Regions from separate parts of the Hordeum vulgare genome. Here region 2 is linked to region 1. A link is a contact called in public Hi-C data. All regions are on one chromosome and are shown on one strand. Each heading gives the region's core, a stretch centred on a gene start, on an enhancer-like site or on the middle of the called end of the contact. The rest is flanking DNA. Distances are from core to core; before and after follow the strand shown. Region 1 has its middle 340 kb from the start of LOC123404307. Region 2 holds the start of LOC123403505 (probable RNA-binding protein EIF1AD).

Region 1 (5,316 bases), core at 1,501-4,000:
CTTATTTTCCCTGATTCCACCTCGTATGTGCACCATCCCAGCATTAGGCAACCACTGCCTCCGTTGTTCCAACACGCCAGACCGTTCATGCCTCTGGCCGTGGCACTGGCGCCAGCAGGGTGGGGGTGACAGTTAGGTTCATCTGCAACCATTTATTAGTATCAGCAGCGGCAGAATTGCAGAACGCTGCTGCCATCGTCCTTCCGCTTCAGCAATTGACATAGGATGCCATTCATCTTATATCTTGTCTGTCTAGAATTCCATTGTTCTGAATCATACTAGTTGTGTTTTGATAGCTTAAAATTGATGTCCCAATATCCATGCTTTATAAGCATGGTACTTGTGCTTTTTCAGTCCAGTTTATTTGCATCAGTAGAACCATCCATGATGAGCATCATGCATGTGCTTCTCCGGTCCAGTTTTTTCTTTTTTTTGCATCAATTGCTGAAAATAATTTTTACACCGCAAATAATTGATGCACACACATGTTGGCACCATGCATCTATAATTTTCTCTTTTCAGTTTCAAAATTATATGCTTCCAATAGGTATTAGCTACATTAACTGAGATAGCAAGAAATTGATGCCTTGTAATATCTATGCTGGGCAAGCTAGTAATTTTGCATATCCAAATTAGTGTGTTAACAGTGTATGTATCAATTGTGTGCTACATCCATTTGTGATGGCATTATAATTTTTTCCTAATTAGATATGCTTCCTTTATCTATCATATATTCTTCTGTTTAATATATGTTCTGTTTCACACGATGATAATCATGCTTTGTCTGCTGGTCACTTATGCTTTTTCTGTACAGATATTCGGCTGCACATAGTGACACTCATGATTTCTTTGTTTCCCATATATGCTCTCTTTGTTTATGCGCATTGCTTCCATGCTACTCATGTATTATTTTATTAATTTTATTCTTGTCATGCCATGCTCATCTATTATAATGTACACTACATATATACCTCTCCTCTTGGTTTTTTTCCTTCCATAGTTCTAGCATTCAATTTGTTTTGGTTTATTTTTCCCATCTGTCTTCAGCGACGTAATGTACACATTCTCTACTTCATTAGTATTATAACTTACATGCAATACCAATTGTTGGGTCCTACATTTGACATGTACGCATCCTGCTTAACCAATGTATGCTTCAATTAATTGTGTGCTACCCCTTCAGGGCCAAGATGTGCAAATGATACAGGTCTATATGGAGTCGCCTGTTGCATGCATGCCTAAGAAGCATGGCGACAACAGGGTCTACTCACCTTACAATGAAGATGACGGTCTCCTATATGAAGGGAAGAGGAAACATACGATATGAATTTAAGAGACATTGTACTACCGGTGACTTAGGAAGCAAGAATTTGTGGGGCATTTGAAATATGTTGTATGAACGGATGAAGTGTACAAAAACTAATTTATGTTTCGTTATAATCAAATCAGTTTTTGTAATGGAAACACTTTTCTAGTGAATGGAAGCAAAGTATTCTTGAGATGGAAACATAATGAAAGTTTATGAGAATCAATTTTTTCCATATGAAGAAAATAATTCTCAAATGCATTTTTTTGTTACATGAAAGCAAGGTTATTGGACGTAATTTTTCATTAGATTGCAACACAAGAAAATTGTGTATTTAGTCAAAGCAAATTTTATTGCGTTCGAAACAAAATAAAGTCACACTTGATACACTCCAAATAAATGCATCTGCGAAAATAAATATATTTTTAGAAATTTGTTTGTTGAAAACAAATCACAATTAGTACTCGTTAAAACTGATTAAACGTAATTAGTGGAAAATCTCATACCTAACATGGCGCACCCTTTAATGAAGCAACCAAACATATCACGCATGAAGGTTGTACCACATCAGATCTGACGAACATGATACATCTCATCCTACGGTCATCTACCGGTCTGATGAAAAGCAGGGATCAGTAGTCTGATCCCTAAATGCTCTTTAAGGATCGACATTGCAGATACCTAAAAGCTAGTTTTGCTCTATTTATTGGTTATCTTTGCAGATCCAATCGTCGTTGCCCGTCCCTGGAGCCGCTGGGTCCTATCACGGCTTTATCTCCCGCCATCCGGTGGTCCGTGGACGTGACGTGATTTTGCCTTTCCTGGTCCATATTCGCGGTCGGTTCGTCAAGCGTGCATGATAGCGCCGTAGACGTCCACGACCTCTGCCACCGCCACCACACAGCTGTTGATGTACAGCTTATCGGCACCAGACAAAGTTTAACACGTGATAAGTGCTGCGACCCCATCTTTTTAATCCATGGAAGCAGAGCGTGAACTGTGCTCGAGCTCGTCTATTTCGCTTCGATTTATGCTAACCATCTCAAGACCATAGACTGCACGTGGTGGTTGAGCCGGCTGGGTCGGTACTACGTGGTGCGCATCGTCCCCGGAGCACGAATATGTCAGCTATGGGGGTCCTCGTCTCGTCTCATCGACCGGATATCTCTGATTTGCCTAACATTTCTGCACAATCATGTATGCATCATCCCTATGGAACACGTGCGTGCGTGCGCCCGAGAGAACTCCAGAGAGTACAGAAAGTAAAGCGGACACGGCAAAACCTCTTGGGGATCGATTACTTTTGGGACGAATTCGGCTAGATTCCCTCGGAAAGCAAAGTGCCGCCAAGCTTTTCGTCAGTCACAACTCACTACTCACAACGTACTGCGGATTGAGCACGAGGAACTCGATTTATATAGATTTGGCGCAGAGGTGGTGATTCGGAGACGCGATAGGGAGATCTCGGCCGTTCCTCGTGGAGGGGTCCACCGGATACCGCGACGGGACAGCAGAAAATGGACAGACGCGACGTCTAGCAGCCGGCAAGTTCAGTCTCACTCTTATCGACGCAGGAGAGGCAGCAAAGGCGAAATCTTTGGGCATCCCACTCCTGGAGCAACTACATCCATCCATTTCGTTCACAGACATCGGTTTAAATTGCAGTGAATAAAAAAATGACACACGCATCGATTCAAACAAACGCGTGTTTATTTTTCATCTCTCGCGATCCATCGATTCAAACAAACGCATGTTTATTTTTCATCCTCTTACGATCCATCCTGGATGTAAATTTTGACATCATTTGTGTCGCCGTGAACACGAAGTAGACACGCGCCTCATCCGTGGGATCCTTCATCCCCCCTTCCCATACACACACCCATCGTCCGCAAGCACACAAACCCTAGGCCGGCAACCCCATTTTCCCCCGGTCACCCTAGCTCTACAACAGCAAATCCACCAGCGGGGTTCCTCTTTCATCCCGGTCTTGCAGACCTATTGATGGATCTACGGCGGTGATAGGGTTTGGCAAAATTTTGCGCATCCTGTCGGCGGGATTTGGCGAATCTGACCGTCGGTGGACTGCGCTTGCCGTGGACTGGCCGGGTGTCGGTCCATCAGGTCCGGGCAATCCCTCGGTGCGACATGCAGGCGCTCAATCCGCCTCTAGCCGCTCGCGTCTGACCCGTCGTAGGTTCGCCGGTAAGGCCATGACCGCTCGCCACCCTGGCTGGGCGTTGACCCAAAAGCTTGCCAGCTCACCTTTGTCGTTCGTACAGTGTGACGACTGCTTGCTGCAGGTCATCCGACGCGTTTTTTGGACGTCGGAACATCCCGGTTGGGGGTTCGTGAAGTGCAAAAATGATGGGGTACGATTTTCGTTCGAGCTTTTGCTCTTCGCTCGATGCAATTTCGGTAGCTTATTATTTGCTTAATATTGTGTGTAGGATGGATGTAATTTTTGATATTGGGAAGACGAGTACATCAATCTATTGATATCACGAAATTTGCTAGATGTCCATGCACTTTTATAGGTATAGATGAGACTAAAAAAGACACCAAAGGAGAACCAACGTCTAATTCTTTAACATCGAAGAAGAAAGACGGTGTGCTCAAGAATCCACAGATCAACAACGAAAATATAGAGAAGATCTTAGTCCAACTAGTAGCAGCAGTTAAGGAAGTTGGACATCTTTTAAGATGTTTAATTGTAGTTCTTTTATTCTTTGGTATTATATTCGTAGCAAAGAATTGGTAAAATGTATTAAAATGCATTTGCTGAAATAAAAATAACGTTCAAATCCGAAGGAAAATGGATGTTGGACGACCGTGCGGACGAAAAATAGGTCGGCGCGTCGGGCGCACGACCGACCCATTTCTAAAAGAGGGCGGACATGCCGACCCAAACGGACAAAAGGCGAACAAAGCACGCGCTCGTTTGGGTCGTGCGGTTGGAGTTGCCCTTAGGTTCTTATTTTTTGCTTTTTATTTTATATACTAGCAAAAGAGCCCGTGTGTTGCAATGAAAAACATACAACACTCTTTCTAACCCAATAACCATGAGTGAAGACCCCAATAAGCGCACATCCTTTCTTTCAACACATGGTCTCTCATTTATATTACCACTTATCCTCCTTCCCAGTTTCCACCCTCGTCAACAGTGGCATCGGTGCTCATATAATCACAACACGCTTGAATGTTATCAATTCTAAGGCGTCTCTCTTGACATAAGATAAAAAATATGTCATTTCTGTAAGGTTTTGACGAGGCATGCATGTGTGGATAGAGATGTTTTTTTCGTCCATGATTCTTGTTTTGCTGAGGTGTTGATTTTCAATCTCAATCATCATTGATATAAAAGAAAGATAGATCATGCATTATTTATTAACGTTACATCCTAAGTATCATTTTTAAATATTTATCAGATAAAACAACATCATATTCAGATTAAAATTTTTAATCAAATTTCATATATAATATGTTAAATTTAACGTCACAGTTAAATTTAGAGTTACGTTTAAATGATATGGATATTTTAAAAAACATTTAATATGTACTATGTGTTGATTAATCCAATTATTGTTTTTTTGACAAAAGTAGAAACTTAATTAAAAATTGGACTCTAGGTTGATTACCAAAAACACCAAGGAGTTATCTGGACAATAGCATAAAGGATAAAAAAATATTTTTGCTTATTTGTAGGTAATAGATTTATTAGTAGGTAATGTATGTATGGTGGTGATATTCGGCACCCTAGGCGAGGAATGATTATTCTTCATCCACCTCTATTTTAACATCAATGCTCCGTAATTTTATGTTTCGTAAATTTTGTCTTATTCATAGGTAAAAAGAGACCGTAAGAAAATATATAATTACCATAAAAATATTTTATGCGAGATAAAATTGCAAACATAAAAAATAGTGTAAAATATACAATAAAATCATTTTTTCTAGTCTTGTGACCTATATTTCTGTTTCTTATGTCAAATTTTATATAGTGAATCAATATA
Region 2 (5,316 bases), core at 1,686-4,185, 530 kb after region 1:
CTCAACAGCAATTAATTAAATTGCTGGGGTCCTTTTCGATCGACTTTAAAGGTGAAAAGGAAGCAGACAGAATAACATCCAGAATAAGGTGCAACATATGGAGTATAGTTGTTTTGTTCATATTACGGTACAGGTAGACGAGCCTCAACATGCCATGCCACTTAACGTCGACAAAACGCACTGACTATATCTTTGACAGATTGGGCAGCGTATCGTATCGCACCCAAACTTGACGAGCATAAATACATCAGGTGTACAGGTGGACGGTAACCATAGGATGACATCGTCCACGACTATTCCCAAGTCGTCTACCAGTTCAAGAATCAGAGTCACATTCTGTATCAGAATGCACGTCAAACGGTCTATTTCTGTTCGTGTTAGCCTCAAGTGGCGGCATATCATCATCTTCATCTTCATCAGAGTTCTGCTCTTCCTCAACTTGCGATGTCGTTCCTTCTGGCCCAGTCGCCCACCCATTGGGAGTTGACTTGAAGATAGCCGGCCTGGCATAAGAAAGGTGAGTGAATCAGGACACCCAATCGAGAGGACGACAAGCTAACAATCCTGGTTTTATCAAGTACCCCCTCCGTAAAGAAACATAAGAGCGTTTAGATCACTAAAGTAGCGATCAAAACGCTCTTATATTTCTTTACGGAGGGAGTAGGTACTAAATCAATATGGATCGGAGGGAGTATCAGCATTTCGCCATCAATTTATATCACATCAACATTTGCATATAGTAGCAGTGCTTGGTATCATTTTCATGTTCATCGGAGATTCAGAGCAGGCAAAACCAGAATCAAACCATTTAGGCTGTTTGCCCTAAAAAAAATCATTTAGGCTGTTGAAATGAAGCACTGGCTACCACCTACCAGCATATCACATGGAAAGTGAATTTGATCCATTCTTTGAGAAAATTGGAAAGTTAGACAAATTATGGTGTTTCCAAGCCATCATATGCATACATTATACTCCCTCCGTTCCTAAATATAAGTCTTTTAAGCGATTTCATTAAGGGTCTACATACGAAGCAAAATGATTGAATCTATACTCTAAAGTATGTCTATATACATCCGTATGTAGTCCACTAGTGAAATTTCTAGAAAGACTTACATTTAGGAACGGAGGGAGTACTCCCTAGCTCAAACTGATATATCTAGCACTGAAATACGTCTAGATACATACATTTGAGCGTCAATTAATATGGGACAGAGGTAGTATTATTAAAACAGCCAGACCAACTACCACAAACTGGGAAGTAGCTCATATATCAGATTACAAGCAACCACAGTACGAATAACAGCTATCATAAACACAAGAAATTTAGACATATTGCCAGGAGGGTGTATTCTTACTAATTCTATTGCAACAAAAGGAAGTCTTCAGTTGCCTAGAATTGGGGCTGGTGCAATACTGAAAGTTATTGTACATCTTGGGTATACAACACACAACAAGCTTACTGCCACTTGGATAACATGTATCATAAACACAAGAAATTAAGATATATTGCTAGGAGGGTGTATTGTTACACCTTCTGTTGCAACAAAAGGAAGTCTTCAGTTGCTTAGAAGTGGTGCAATACTCAAGACTATTGTACATATTGGGACACTCGTCACTCGTCAGAATGGATGTGAAACACAAAACCATCGCAGCCAGTGCTAATTATTATTTTTAGGGAGAAACAAGTGCTAATTATTCAATATAGTATTTGTATGAAGTACTGCTGCTAAATTTTACTAGATCAAGCAAATCATTCGGTCTGTTTCACACAAACAACTGCAGTGGTGGCTGATGTCATGACTCAAGGCAAGTTAATTTTAGCCCAAAGTTGCAGAGCAATTATGTCAAACAGACATACATATGACTTGTGGCGAACTGGCAATCTTGCATACTATACTAGAAAAGCAGATGAATGAAAGCAACGAACATAGAGACTGCATGTAGCAAATCAGAAAGGGGCAGTAGCTGTAACGTGTGAAAAGGAAGCAGCTGCAGGGCCTGGGCCTACTGGTCAAGTGATCATTGGTCTCCAGTACAAACTTATCCTACAATTTGCATACTTGCATTGGCATACATCTCCAAGGAGTAATGTTTACTTTGTCAAGTAGTTGGCAATAAATAATCAGGGAGCAGCAGAGAATTCAGCAACTCACCATTCGCCAGATTTCTCAAGAGCGCGAACCTGGTCGTGAAAGAGGACTCGCGACACGACACAGGCTATCTTGCTTCCAGATTCGAGAGCCTCATCCCTCCCACTAGCATCCACAACCACGAAATTCCCTGCACATTCAGAGTAGACCATCATCAGGTGTTAGTGCCAAAAGCTGGTTGAGCTTTATAAACTAACCAACGACATCCGAAGCCATGCCATCACTAAATTACTCACCGTTCTTGATCCAGAAGCTCTTCTGGAACTTGGCGGGGAAGAGGGCTAGAGACTTGACGCCCTCGCCGTCCGTGACCTAGCACCAGCACCAGCACGGCGGCAGCAGGAATGAGGAATCGGCGGCGGCACGGAACAATTTTAAGAGAGGTGGGAGAAGCTAGCGCGTACCTCGATGAGGTTGGAGCCGCGCAGCGTGACGACCTGCATGATGCTCTCGCCCTCGGCGAGCGTGACGGCGGTGCCCTCCTGGCACGCGCGACGCAGGTTCTTCCTCCCGGCCTTCATGCCCGCTCCGCAGCAGACGGGCGATCCTGAACGGACGGTAGAAATTCTTCAAGGTGCTGGACTCAACACAGCGGTGCTGGCTGCGGGCAGGAGCCCGGAGGGAAGGAGGTGTAGCGGCGGCGCTGCCGACCAGGGCGGGTGGCGGCGACGGCGAGCAAGGTCGTGCGGTGGCAGCTAGGAACGGCGAGCAAGGGCGCGTGCCGGTGACGGTCTCTCTTGTGGTGACGGCGGCGGCGGCGGTTCTGGTCCGCTCGGGTGTGCTCGGGAACTAGGGTAGGACTGCAGCACGTCAGCACATAACACGCCCAGCCCAGCCCAGCATGTGGGCCATCGAATCATGGGCCTTTAGCAAATCAATGGCCTAAACATTATTTATGACACGACTACTTCGGTTTTTTCTTCTAAAAAAAGACTACTTCGGTTTTTCGGTTCACCGGGCTTTCAAACCGAATTAACAAAATGCTAATTCTATTAAGGAAAAATCTAAGTAGCGTAGGATGCACAGCCGCCCTCCCGTGCGGCGGCTCGGACGAGATTCCTTTCATAGACAATGCGCGCATGCGTGAACGTAAGTTGTTGTTGCATTTTTCTACGGTATGCAGTGAGGTGCTTTTCTCACATAGGGACTGTAGCTGGCAGTCTGATACAATGCTTTTTTTTCATCTAGCATTTGCTATACAAAGTGTTGTAGTACTATGTATCTTTAAAACCAAAACTGCTGGATAGAATTGGTGGTGTCAGGAGGGAGCAGTGACGTAGAGAGGCAGCTGTTGCCGTGCTACTCTACTAGTAGTACTCATTTGTTTTAAAATATATTTTTTTATTTTCAATCTCCTACAGTACACAAAATAACCGGTTGCTGAGTAGAATTTAAATGGCAAGGGCTATAAAATAATGTGACAATTAAATTTTACAACAAGTGACAAGCTTATATGAAACAACTTAGTAGAATTAAATTGACAAATACAACAAAACACCATAACAACTACGTTTTAGAACAATCGGCAAGCTTTTCATGAGACAACATGATAACTAGGTAGAATTAAGACTCGTATGTACAACAAAACACCACGACAATTAATTTTTATAATAACTGACAAGCATTGTGAGACAATATGACAACCAGGTAGAATAAAAATGACAAGCACGACAAAAAATTTGGGGCAACTGGATTATATAACCACTGACAAGTTTTATGAGACAACATGACAACTAGGTAGAATAAAAATGACAAGCACGACAAAATATTTGGGGCAACTAGATTATATAACCACTCACAAGTTTTATGAGACAACATGACAACTAGGCAGAATTAAAAATGACAAGCACATCAAAACATTATGGCAACTAGAATTATAAGCACCAACAAACTTAGTACAGGAACAACATAAAATAAAGTGGCAATTAAGCTTTTTTTGTCAGACAAGTACGTGGTTGATAATATGGCAAGTGAATTGAAAAAATATGGCAAGTACGAACCGAAAAAAAATGTCGAAACATATCAACATGGGATCTAGTTTCGAAGATCTCGCTACGACAAAGTCAATGATGAAAACAGATCATCAATCGAAGTAACGGTTTTGAAGATAAAACTTTTTGAATTTCAAACATTAAAAAAAACTTGATGATGTCATTCCAAGCATGCATGGTGATGAGAGAAAGAATCTGTGGCAGCATATCAGTACTTAGCTAGTACTAGTGGAAAATATTACTCAAAGCACGTACATACATGCAGTCTGTATTTTTTTACCATGCATGTGCAGGCCTATAACAGCCGCTGCATCGGAACACCATGGTGCGGCGTCGCTGCCTAGTCAGCCCCTTCTATTAATTAACAAAGAATTTGATTTATTTCATGATCGTTTTCATGCCCGCCCCTAGGCGTAGAATGAGCGGAGGCGATGAGGCTAGTGCCGATAGCTTTGTGAATTAGCAAACACCCATCGCCAATTTGCACAAATCGAGCGACGAGAGCGAGCAACTAAGAGTCTCATTTGTTGTTGTCATTTTAATTTTTCGGTTTTGAAAAGTTCTTAGCTAATTTTTTTCCGTTTGAGGACCATCTAAAAGGTTCTGGTCCTTTTTTCATTTTTCTTTTGTTTATTTTACTCGACGAGTGCGAAGGGTAAAGAAGCTAACCGAGCCTTAAAGTGTCTGTTTAGGTAGCTAGAACATAGAGTCTGTGTCAGGTAAGCTCCGAGAGGTAGTTGATATAACAGTGAGGAGAGGTGTTGATATCTTTTGCGTCCAAGAGACCAAATGGAGAGGTCAGAAGATGAAGAAGGTGAAGGGTCCCGACTTTAAGTTGTGGTACACGGGAACGGCAACAAACAAAAATAGAGTAGGCATTTTGATCAACAAGAGCCTCAAGTATGGAGTGGTAGATGTCAAGAGACGTGAGGACCGGATTATCCTGGTCAAACTAGTAGTTGGGGACTTAGTTTTCAACATTATCAGTGTGTGTGCCCCGTAAGTAGGCCACAATAAGAACATCAAGAGGGAGTTCTGGGAAGGCATGGATGATGTGGTTAGGAGTGTATCGATTAGCGAGAGGCTCTTCATACGAGGTGATGTCAGTGGCCACATGGGCATATCTAACACAGGTTTTGAAGGGGTGCATGGAGGCTTTGGATATGGCATCACGG

The links. A called contact is a pair of places that touch in the nucleus more often than the background predicts.
Region 2: a Hi-C map of leaf shows a contact between it and region 1, with 3 times the contacts expected there. The contact joins the promoter of LOC123403505 here to the enhancer-like site in region 1. A contact is called at or near these places in 1 of 6 Hi-C or Micro-C datasets (leaf) and 1 of 1 datasets of contacts at active chromatin or transcription factors (embryo).

The regions. Positions count from the first base shown.
Region 1 is chr6H:406,633,096-406,638,411 of MorexV3_pseudomolecules_assembly, forward strand. No RefSeq gene overlaps it. Among protein-coding and RNA genes, the nearest start is that of LOC123404307, 340 kb to the right of the region's middle. Within about 2 kb of position 2,751, at least 3 of the 3 cell types and tissues checked have open chromatin away from gene starts, as enhancers often do. A contact at or near this core is called in leaf, where this site is marked.
Region 2 is chr6H:407,160,099-407,165,414 of MorexV3_pseudomolecules_assembly, forward strand. LOC123403505 (probable RNA-binding protein EIF1AD) reads right to left here and starts at 2,936. Exons shown (of 4, transcript XM_045097436.1): 1 at 2,555-2,936; 2 at 2,387-2,462; 3 at 2,154-2,280; 4 at 73-503. The coding sequence starts at 2,671. The coding sequence ends at 317.